Regions from separate parts of the Sus scrofa genome. Here region 1 is linked to region 2. A link is a contact called in public Hi-C data. All regions are on one chromosome and are shown on one strand. Each heading gives the region's core, a stretch centred on a gene start, on an enhancer-like site or on the middle of the called end of the contact. The rest is flanking DNA. Distances are from core to core; before and after follow the strand shown. Region 1 holds the start of PTGES2 (prostaglandin E synthase 2). Region 2 has its middle 7.4 kb from the start of TRNAE-UUC.

Region 1 (5,459 bases), core at 2,503-5,002, 150 kb after region 2:
AGCTGCGCCCATGTACTTGGCCATGGCGCCCTCCACCGTCCCGAAATTGCCCTCCTTGACAATGTAGTCGAAGGAGGCCAGGGCCTCGGCCGGCGTGCGGTACACGTTGGGGGAGATCAGGTGCACCAGCCAGTCATCTGCCCACTGCCGCCACTTCATCTCCTCTCTGCGGGCAAAAGGGGCACAGAAGGCGAGGCAGGTAGGCTTCTTGAGCCAGGGCCTGGGACGGGGGGTGGGGGGCGCAGGCACAGTATCTCCATCGCCCCGTGCACAGATGGGACGCTCAGCCCCAAGGAGGAGGCCCTTAACGTAGCCCCAGCCCTGGTGGTCTCCCACGCTGCTCCCCACCGCACAGCATCCCGCGCAGCCTGGTCCCCTCTGGGGGAGGCCCCGCCCCCAGGCCCCGCCCCCGCCCCGCCCCTCACCCCACGTACGTCCTCGCCTCCTTTCCACCGTACATCCGCTGGGCCTCCTTCTCATCCAGCATGAGCCAGTATTTGTTGCAGAACTCGGTCACCTCCTTGCCCTGCTCGTTGACAGCCTTCATGGGCGGGTAGTAGGTGACGATGTCTTCCAGGGGCTGCCTTTGGGAGACGTCCTGAGTCTCAGCCCGACTCCATCTTCCCAGATTCAGAGCCCTCCCCTCCTGGGGGGACTGCCCACCCCAGCTGGATCGGGCCCCAGGGCTGCCCCACAAAGGCTTTCCCCCGTCCCATGAGTGACACAGCAGGTTCTGCAGCGAGAGGGATCTGGGGCAGACACTCCGAAAGCATCCCCCCGACAGAGGGAGAGGCGCAGAGGGGAGGCCGTCTCAGAGTGACGGCCGTGGTCCACCGTGGAAATCCAAGCGGCAGCCCCACCCTACTCCACGTGGGAACCCAGGGGAGGCCGCCCTGGGACAGGAGAGGGGACGAGATGCAGTGCCAGCCGGGGGCTCCTTACCCTGACACCAGGTAGGTCTTGAGGGCGCTGATGATGACAGAGGAGTCATTCAGTTGTTGCTGGAGAAGAAGATGGTTTAGATCAAGGTTGGGGGTGGAATGGGGGTCTGGCAGCCACTGGCAGAATCCCGGGGGGCTCCTAAACCAGGCATCCTGCGGAAACTGGTCCAGTGGAACCTGAGCCTTGTTTATCTGCCCCTGGGGGTTCACGCCCCCCAAAATCAATGCCATAGAGCTTCCCCACCCCCAGGACCCAGTCCCCACCCTCAGGACAGCCCACCCTCCAAGTGAGGGAGTAGTGTGGCTAGTGGGGAGGAGGCAGGACCCACCCACCTGGCCTCCTGGACGCTGACAGGTAGGGTGGACTCAGACGCTACATACTAGGAGCCAAGCCCTACACCCCAGACAGTATGGTTCTCTGTTGATGAATGAAGCAAGCCCAGAGAGGCTAAGTGACTGGCCGCAAGTCACAGAGCCAGTGAGTGGCAGAGCCCCACCTTGAACCCAGACCAGCCTGACCTCAAACCCACATTGTTAAGGCCTGTGGTGCTCTTCCTCCCTTAGACAGGCTGCGTCCCAATCCTCAGCCAAGGCCCAGAGAGCCCAAGCTCCTTCCAGCGCTGCAGAGCAGTGCCTGACTCAGGGGGATTCCAGGACAACCCGGGACACTGGAGGGGGCTCCCTGGGGGCTCACCAAGCTGTCTCCTTCCTGGGCCAGCAGGATGGGCACCTTCCTGTAGGAGGAGAACTTGATCTCGGCCCTGCGGACAGGGTTCACCTCCACCACCTGGTAGGGCAGGGCGTGGAAGTCGAGGAAGGCGCGGACTTTGCTGCAGAATGGACACGTCTTGTACTGGTATAGAGTCAGCTGCAGGCGGCTGGACAGCAAGAGCTGGGGGAGGAGCAGAGGAGGGGGGCTTCTGAGACCTGGTGCCCAGGCCCCGCCCCCGGCCCCGCCCTCAAGCTGAAGTTTCCCGAAGGCGTCTTCTAGGCTGACCCTGAGAACTAGAGAAGGAACCCAGGATAGACGGCAAGGAGAAAAGGAGGCGCAGGGAGGGGAGCGGGCTCGAGCAGCGGGCAGCTCAGGCTCAGGCGCCCGACCAGTGGGCTCCCCGGGAAGAAAGGAGGACTCTTCCGGTTTCTCGCCAACGCTAGAGAGACATCTCTCTCCTTCCTGTCCCGAGGGAACTTCAGACACTGCCAGGTGGACCCCCCTCCCCGATGCAATTGTTTCTTCAACTTGGGAGTGCCCCCCCCCAACTCCCCCACTCTCAATCCAAGGGACCTCGGGGTGAGGGGGCAGAGCCCAGCGTTTCCGAGTCTCCAAGAGGGGAGTCCTTGTATCTGGGCCACGGACCTGCATAGAACATGCACAGCAGGAGAGCCCCAGGTAAGCTCGCTGCAGATTCCTATCTGAAAGGCACAGCTGCAGTCGCCTCGCCCCCGACGCTGTTCAGAGATGGGAGACTGAAGCTGGACCATGGGTGGGGGGGGGGGTGGACAGGGAGATACAGAGAAATCTACTCCCCATCTGCCATTCTGGTTCCCTTGGATTCCGAAACCAGGCGCCTGTGGGGTGTGATGGGACGGGGCTGGTGCTGTGTACAAAGCATCGTAAGGGCAGCTAGGGTCATCGGTTTCGTAAAAACACTAATAATAGTACTAATAAATAAACACACAACCTCAGGATTTGGAGACGGTAGGAGGGAGACAAACGTTTGCTAAAGTGATAAACTGTGAAAGAGGCTTTCCGTTTCAGTGATCGCCAAATCTTTCTATTAAGAAGTCTTAAAGCCGGTTAGAAAAACGACCTTAAAACAAAGACAATTCTCGTTAGCTGACATTAGCGCCCCATTTCACAGATGAGGACGCTGAGGGATCAGAGACTTAAAACCAAGTCACTCGCTCAAGGTCAAGAATGGACAGAGGAGACGATTCCTGACCCCGCCGGTTCCCAGAAGTCCCGAAGTTCGGCGCTGATCCCAGCGCCCCCACCCAAGGCTCGGTCTGGCCAGGGCTTACCTGCGCGGCTGTGCGCTCCGCTCGGAGGTCCTGGGCGCGAAGGTGCCACCGCACGGTGTGGTACAGCCCCAGGGCGCCCCCCAAGGCCAGTGCTGCCGCCCCCAGGAGCCGTGGGCCCCCCTTGCGGGTGGTGGCGGTGGGGCCTGGGCCTCCCGCCGCTCCGGTGAAGCCCGCCCGGCTCTGCTCGGGGAGTCTTAGAGAGGGACGACCGCCCAGTCTCCAGGCCAGGGCGCGCCCGCTGGGCCAGAGAACCCGTGCAGCATGGGCCATGTTCGTTTCGCCGGCACCGCGGGAGGGCGCGAGAAACAAAGATGGCCCGGGCTCAGGCTCTCTCTAAAGGGGCGGGTCTCCGGCGCCTGGAGGTTGCCAGGGGTGACTGTGAAGCGGAGCGGGAAGGGACAGCTCTCATGGGACGGGGCGTGAGTCCCCGGCACCCAGCTTTCACACACCCGTCAGAAACAAAGAAACATCTAGGGAGATCTGCTAACTGTCCCCGCTTCTAACGCGTAGATGTAACCGGTCGCGGCGGTGACCCGGAGCCGAACGTAGGAACTCGGCCGCGTAGTTCGCCTTATGGCCCTCAGCGTCATCCGTAATATGCAACCAATAGAAAGAGATTGAACCCTTTAGGATACTGGGGATAGCGTCACGGCATCGGGTCCAGGAAAGCCACGGAAACTGCCCACCGGACCCGCAGTAGGTGGGAGCCCGCGACTGGGGCTTTTTCTGCCCTCCCGCACCGCTGCCCAATTTCTTCTGTAACCTGAACCATAAAATTTTCCGTGCACTCTGGGGGCTTTAGAAACCACGTGTCTCAGATTTCTCCCAACCCGAGGCGCCGGCTGGCCGACCCGCAGGTCCCCAGCGGCAGGATGGAACAGAGAGAATTGGGGTCCCAAGATATTCTGTCCCTCTGTCGGGCTCCTTCGCCCAAGTCGAGGGCCCGAGCCTCAGCCACCTAGGCTTCTCGGCGGGCAGCCCCAGGTTGGCCCCGCCCGGCGATCGCGAGTGGAGCGGTGCTCCTGGAGTGGGAGGGGGGATTTGTAGGCGGAACAGGTTGTGGGCGGGGCAAGACAGAGATTGAAAGACAGGCGGGCACAGAGCTTGACTGCCCCAGAAGAAGAGAGAGCAGGGCTGCTCAGAGGAACCTGCTCTGGATGGGGCGGGGCGGATCAGGGGCGGAGCTCGGGCCTCGGGGCTCCGACCCTGGGGTCAGGGCACCAGCCATCCGAGTGGGTTCCTTTGCCGCTTTCCACTCTTCCAGCTCTGAGTTCCTTCCACCGCCTCCACCTTCCTCCTGGTGCCGGCTGTCTGCGCGACCCTCGCCGCCTTGGATCGTCCCGCGGTCCTTATGGCGCCCTAGCCCGCAATGTCGGGACCTGGGCTCGGAAGGCGGGAACGACGGCTTTGGAGAAGCAGGCGACCCAGAGGGGCTGCTGAGGCGACATTTGCTTTTTCGGGGGTGCTCTCTTGGGAAGAGACCTGGGGTGTGGGATAGGGGCCGGGAAGGAACAGCAGAGCCCTCCTCCATCCCCTCGCCCCCGGGTGGGTCCGGAGCTGCAGGCGTGCTCCCGGGGTTCAGGGCGAGCACTGCTAGCGGGTCTCTGGAAACTGCAGCGTTCAAGAACTGTGGCCACAGGCCACAGATGAGGAAACTGGGGGCCTTTGGATTTGGATTTGTTCTAGCCACTTCTTTCAGGCCCGTTGGAGACGGGGGCTCCTCAAGAGGGCGGGGCCGGGCGTGGACCCTCTGGGTGGGCGTGCCAATTTGCTGAATCAGCATCCCCTGCCCCCTTTGCTGGTGTGGCCTGAAGCCCTGGTGAATGTGACTTGCTTACAGAAGCCGCCTGTTGCCTGCATAGCACTGCGGGGGGTGGGGTGGGGGTGTGGAGAGAGAACCTTCAGCTCCCTTCTCACCTTCTGGAGCCTCCGTTTCCCCATCTGCAAAATAAGAATGACGGGTAGTGTCTCCTGCATTGAGATGGGCCAGGATTAAATGAGAAAACGAATGGGCAGAGCCTGGAGGCTGGTGAGGCCAGTGTTTTAGAGAAGCCTATTTTTTGCCCACTCAGCAGCTTCTCCACCTTTGCCAAGTATAGGAAGGAAACCCAGTGATCCAATCTTCCACCAAACCACTTGGCAAATTCTCCCTTGTGTCCTCCTGGAAAGATTGGCAAGAGGTAGGGTCAGGCCTGCATCTCTGCCTGCCATCCAGTGCTCACTACCCTGGGTCCCTGTACTGCCTCTTCCTTAATTCATTCCAGCCAGGGGGGTCTCCTGCCTGTGGCTGAGCTGGATGGTTGCTCAAGTCTGAGCAAATCCCAGGAATGGTTGTGCTTTTCCCTGTTGCTGTGCAACATCTGGGGACAGGTGACTGAGACTCAGGGTTCTCATACAGAAGAGAGGACAGAGCCTCTGTCCAGGCATAGCCCAGATCCTACCAGCCCAGGAGCCCCATTCTGGGCTATAGGTTCTGTGACCTCCCATTCGTATCTG
Region 2 (5,313 bases), core at 2,795-5,294:
AGAGAGGAATGGACACGCTCTTGGTTTCTTGGCCGATGAAAGCCCCAAGCCGAGCCTCTGTGAGGCGCTCCCTCTCGCCCTGCAAGGCTTTGAGGTTGGGGCTGAGGCGTCCCCCAGGTCCTGCCGGGGGTGCAACAAGGACGATCAGGCGGACCTGGGCTCACAGCCTCACACTCTGTGCAGCTCGGGCTGGGGCCTGACCCCTGCATCGTCATCGATACAACGGGCACCACTCACTCCCTGGCAGGCACCTGCGAGCACGGAGCGAGGTGAGGCCTGCAAAGGGCCGGGCTCGGGAGGTCTGCGAGACACGGCTCATCTGATGAAGACACTGGGCGTCTAGAGGGGCTAATCAGCAGGCTCTGACCTTGTCAGGAAGCTGAGCTCCCACAACCCCTGCAGACTGGAACAGAAACGTCAGGGCAGAGACGGAGGGGAAGAAGGGAGAGTTCCCAACCCCCAGTGGATATGGGCAGGGACCCCCCCAGGAAGCAGGTGCCACAGGAGGGGCGGGAGCCCTGGGCTGGGGCATCATGTGAGCCAGGCACGCCGGCTCCCCTCGGTCATTCATTCAAATAACTGAGCACCAGCTGTGTGCGAGCCCCTGTTCTATGCACGGGGGCCACGGTGGGGACTAGCTTACATTTTGCTGAGAGTGGAAAACTGTCTGTATGGGCAGATGACTTGATCTTATCTGTAGAAAACCCAAAGGAATCCACTAACAAAAAAAAAAAAAAAAAAAAAAACTATTCAAATACGTGAGTTCAGCCAGGTTGCAGGATATAAGATCAAGATACAAAACCCAATCATTTCTATATAGGAGTGAGCTTCCACAATGAAATGAAGAAAACAATCTCAGCTACAGGAGTATCAAAGGAATAAAATAGGTAGGATTAACTTAACGAAAGAAGTACAAAACACATACTCTGGAAAACTTAACAGTATTGGTGAAAGAAATTCACAAAGACCCAAATAAATGGAAAGACATCCCACAGTCATAGACCAAAAGACGTCAGATGGCTAAGATATAATACTCCCAAATGGATCTAAAAATTCAATACGATCCCTAGCAAAATCTTAGCTGGCTTCTCTTTAGAAAATTGACAAGTTGATCCTAAACCTTGGAAATTCAAGGGACCAGAATACTCAGAACAATCTAGAAAAAGCAGAACATGATTAAAGGATTCACACGCCTTGACGACAAAACTTCTATGAAGCTACAATAATCATGAAAATATGGTGCTGGAGTTCTCCGAACTCCGGGTTAAGGATCTGGTGTTGTCACCGCTGTGGCTCTGGTTACTGCTATGGCACAGATTCAATCCCTGGCCTGGGAATTTCTGCAAGAGATGGGAATGGCCAAAAAAAAAAAAAAAAAAAAGTGATCAATGGAATAGCATTGAGAGTTCAGAAATAAACCTTTGCATTTATGGTCAATTAATTTTCAACAAGGATGCCAACAGGGGAAAGAAAAGCCTTTTTAGGAGTTCCCGTCATGGCTCAGTGGTTAACGAATCTGACTAGGAACCATGAGGTTGTGGGTTCGATCCCTGGCCTTGCTCAGTGGGTAAGGACCCGGCATTGCCGTGAGCTGTGGTGCAGGTCACAGACGAGGCTCAGATCTCAAGTTGCTGTGGCTCTGGCATAGGCTGGTGGCTACAGCTCCGATTAGATCCCTAGCCTGGGAACCTCCATATGCTGTGGGTGCAGCTCTGAAAAGACCAAAAAAAAGAAAAGAAAAGAAAAGAAAAGCCCTTTTGGGACAACTGTATATTCACATACAAAAGAATGAAGTAGGCTCCATTTCTCACACCATATATAATAATTAACTCAAAATGGATCAAAGACCTAAGTTTAAGAGCTAAAACTATAGAATTCTGAGAAGAAAACATAGGGGTAACTCTTCATGATCTGGGATTAAGCAACAGTTTCTTAGATATAACACCAAAAAGTATAAGAAAGAAAAATATATACTGAACTTCATAAAAATTTTTAAAAATTTGCGATTCAAAGGACACCATCAAAAAAAGTGAAAAGACAACGCACAAAACGAAAGAAAATATTTGCAAAACATATATATGATAAGCGATTTGTAGCAAGAATATATAAAGAGCACTTACAATGCAATAATAAAGACAAATAACCCAGTTTTTTAAATGGGCAGGGAGTTCCCATCATGGCTCAACAGAAACCAATCCAGCCAGTCTCCACGAGGATGCTGGTTCAATCCCTGACCTCATGTAGTGGGTGGAGGATCTGGCATTGCTGGGAGCTGTGGTGTAGGTCGCAGATGTGGCTCAAACCCTGCATTCCTGTGGCTGTGGCTGAGGCTGGCAGCTGCAGCTCGGATTCGACCCCTAGCCTGGGAACTTCCATACGCTGCGGGGGTGGCCCTAAAAAGCAAATAAAATAAAATAGGCAAACGATCTGAATAGAAAAATTTCTCCCGAGAGGATATATAAAGAGCCAATGAGCACCTGAGAAGAGGCTCTATCTACATCATTAACCCTCAGGGAAACACAAATCATAACTGCAATGAGTTAGCGCTTCACACCCACTAGAACGGCTGTAATCGAGACGGGTAATGACAAGTGTTGATGAGGATGTGGAGAAGCTGGAACCCTCGTGCACTGCAGGTGGGAATGTGAAACGGTGGCGCTGCTTTGGAAAACAGCCTGGCAGTTCCTCAAAAGGTTAAGGAGTTACCATATGATTCAGCAAGCGTACTCCTAGGTGTAGACCCAACAGAAATGAAACACAGGTCCACACAAAAGCTGGTACACACAGGCACAGAGCAGCATTATTCATCACCAGAAAGGGAAAGCCAGCGTTCTTGTCGTGGCTCAGCAGAGACAAATCCGACCGGTATCCATAAGGATGTGGGTTTGATCCCTGGCCTCGCTCAGTGTGTTAAGGATCCCGTGTGGCTGGGAACTTCCCTGTGCCATGTGTGCGGCCCTAAAAAGCAAAAACAAGAAAGTGACCCAAATGTCCATCAGTGAGGGAATGGATACACAAAATGTGGTACATCCATACAACGGAATGTTATTCAGCGATAAAAAAATAAGCATCTAAACATGCCATGTTGTGCATTCCCCTTGAAAACATCATGCTGGAGTTCCCGTCACGGCACAGTGGAAATGAATCCTACTAGGAACCATGAGGCTGAGGCCCCCTGGCCTCACTCAGCAGGTTAAGGACCCGGTGCTGCCGTGAGCTGTGGTGTAGGTTGCAGATGTGGCTCGGATCTGGCATTGCTGTGGCTGTGGTGTAGGCCGACGGCTGTAGCTCCGATTAGACCCCTAGCCTGGGACCCTCCATATGCCACAGATACGGCCCTAAAAAAGACAAAAGATGAAAAAAGAAAAGAAAAGAAAAGAAAAATGTTATGCTAAGTGGAAGAAACCAGTCACAAACAACTCTAAGTTGTATGAGTCCATTTCTATGCAATATCTGGAATAGGCAAATCCTATTATGAGACAGAGAGACTGTTGGTTGCCAGGGGATGGGGGCATCGGGGAAAATGGGAATGACCGCTAATGGGTATGGAGTTTCTTGGGGGGGGGGATAAAAATGTTCTAAAACTGAGGGTGGTGATGGTCACACACCTCGGTGGATGGAGGAAAACTACTGAATTGTACTCTTGCCTGGGTGAATTGTGTGGTTTGTGAATTACAGCCCAATGAAACTGGTACCCAACGAAAACCATGGTAAATAAAGAGACAAATGGAGCAGACAGAGCAGAGAAGGAGGGCAGGGAGCACTTACTGGATGGAGATGAGCAGGTGGGGGCTGCTACTGCGGGCGGGTGGTTGGGGAGAGCCCTTTGGCAGCGATATCTGAGCACCGGCTGGAGGGGAGTGAGGACGCAGGCTGAGCAAAGACCGGGAGGAGATGCGTGAAGAGCCAGTGCCAAGGCCCTGAGGTAGACACAAGCTTGGCAGATGGAGAAGCGGCCAGGGGACCAGGGAGGGAGCTGAGGGCGTGAGGCTGTCTGGGAGCAGGGTCAGGTCACGTCGGACCTTGAGGGCCATGGTGAGAAGTTTGAAATGGTCCTCTGGCAGAGGCCCTGTCCTTGACTTTGGCAGAGGCGGAGAGCAGCGGGAGGCAGTGGGTGGAAGGGGAAAGGCGCACATCACTCCCCAGCAGCCGGAGAACCACGCTGGAAGCGGGGAGTCGGGGGCGGCCAGGGCACCCCTGTGGACCCTCAGACCTCTGCCCACCCCCTCTGCTTGCGCGAGCCACCCCAGGAGCTGGAAGCAGCTGCTGGAGCCTTAGGAGGAAGCTCCCAGGGCTGGGCGTGTTGAAACACCCAGAGGAATTAGGATTAGCATCTGGGAACAAAAGCCGCTATTGCCCTCTCTCCCTTCCCCTTCCCCTTGGCGAGTCTGCCATGGGAACGCTGGCCAGGAAGCTCGGGGCCGCCTGATCCTGGTTCCTGCAGGCCTGGCCAGAGAAGGCCACGGAGCCCCTCCCCGGCTCAGGTGACAGGCGGCTTCAGCTTCCTCTCTGCCTGCAGGAAGGTGGGCCGGGCAGGGCTCACGGGATCAGCTCTGGGCCTCCCTCATGTTTCCACAGGGCTCTGAAAACACACTATTAAATGCCACCACTCCCACGGGAAGAAGCTCACGGCCTCGCCCTGGCCCACCCAGGAGGTCACAGCGAGGATAAAACGAACACCCCAGCAGTGGCTATTTCCTGCTGGCCTACTGTGTGGCCCCTGGAGCTCTTCAACATTGAAGGGTGGGTGTTATTGTGGCCACTTGACAGACGAGGACAAGGAGGCTCAGAAAGGCCGAGCAACGCACCCACAGTCACGGGGCAGTGAGCAGCAGAGCCCGGGCTCGACTCCAGGCCCATCTGGGTCCAGAGCCCATGTCACAGAAAGGACAGCCCTGCAGCCACCTCCAGGGCCCTCTGGGCAGAGAGCTGGGCACCCCTAGCCAGCTGTATGGGGTCCCAGGCACAGGGCAGGGATGACGGAGGAGATGAGCTCAGGCTCAGGGGTGGAAGTAGGTAGGGGGCATTCTTTTTTTTTTTTTTTTAAGGCAAGAAATAAGATGCCAAGCAGGGGGCCAGGAGCCCCAAGTGAGAGCCGGCCATGCCAGGTTTGAGGAAATCGCAGGGACTTGATTCACTCAAAAGCCTCTTATTAAGCACTACCTAGGTGCCAGGTAGCGCCGAAGGCCCTAGAGACAAAAATAATGAACGAAACAGAGAGAAATCCCTGCGTTCAGGGGGTTTATAGTCTGGCAGTCGACAGGAGACCGACAAAATGAGCCAAAAATACAAGAGACGGCAGCGGTCACGGCT

The links. A called contact is a pair of places that touch in the nucleus more often than the background predicts.
Region 1: a contact with region 2 is called in a Hi-C map of mesenteric adipose tissue, with 1.6 times the contacts expected there. The contact joins the promoter of PTGES2 here to the enhancer-like site in region 2. A contact is called at or near these places in 4 of 5 promoter capture datasets (fetal liver, fetal skeletal muscle, liver and 1 more), 16 of 47 Hi-C or Micro-C datasets (alveolar macrophages, embryonic fibroblasts, epiblast stem cells and 10 more) and 1 of 2 datasets of contacts at active chromatin or transcription factors (skeletal muscle).

Annotation. Positions count from the first base shown.
Region 1 is chr1:268,587,604-268,593,062 of Sscrofa11.1, forward strand. PTGES2 (prostaglandin E synthase 2) reads right to left here and starts at 3,753. Exons shown (of 7, transcript XM_001927936.5): 1 at 2,964-3,753; 2 at 1,636-1,833; 3 at 943-1,001; 4 at 435-584; 5 at 1-166. The coding sequence starts at 3,233.
Region 2 is chr1:268,442,102-268,447,414 of Sscrofa11.1, forward strand. No RefSeq gene overlaps it. Among named protein-coding and RNA genes, the nearest start is that of TRNAE-UUC, 7.4 kb to the left of the region's middle. Within about 2 kb of position 4,045, at least 25 of the 83 cell types and tissues checked have an H3K27ac peak or open chromatin away from gene starts, as enhancers often do. A contact at or near this core is called in epiblast stem cells, fetal liver, mesenteric adipose tissue and 2 more, where this site is marked.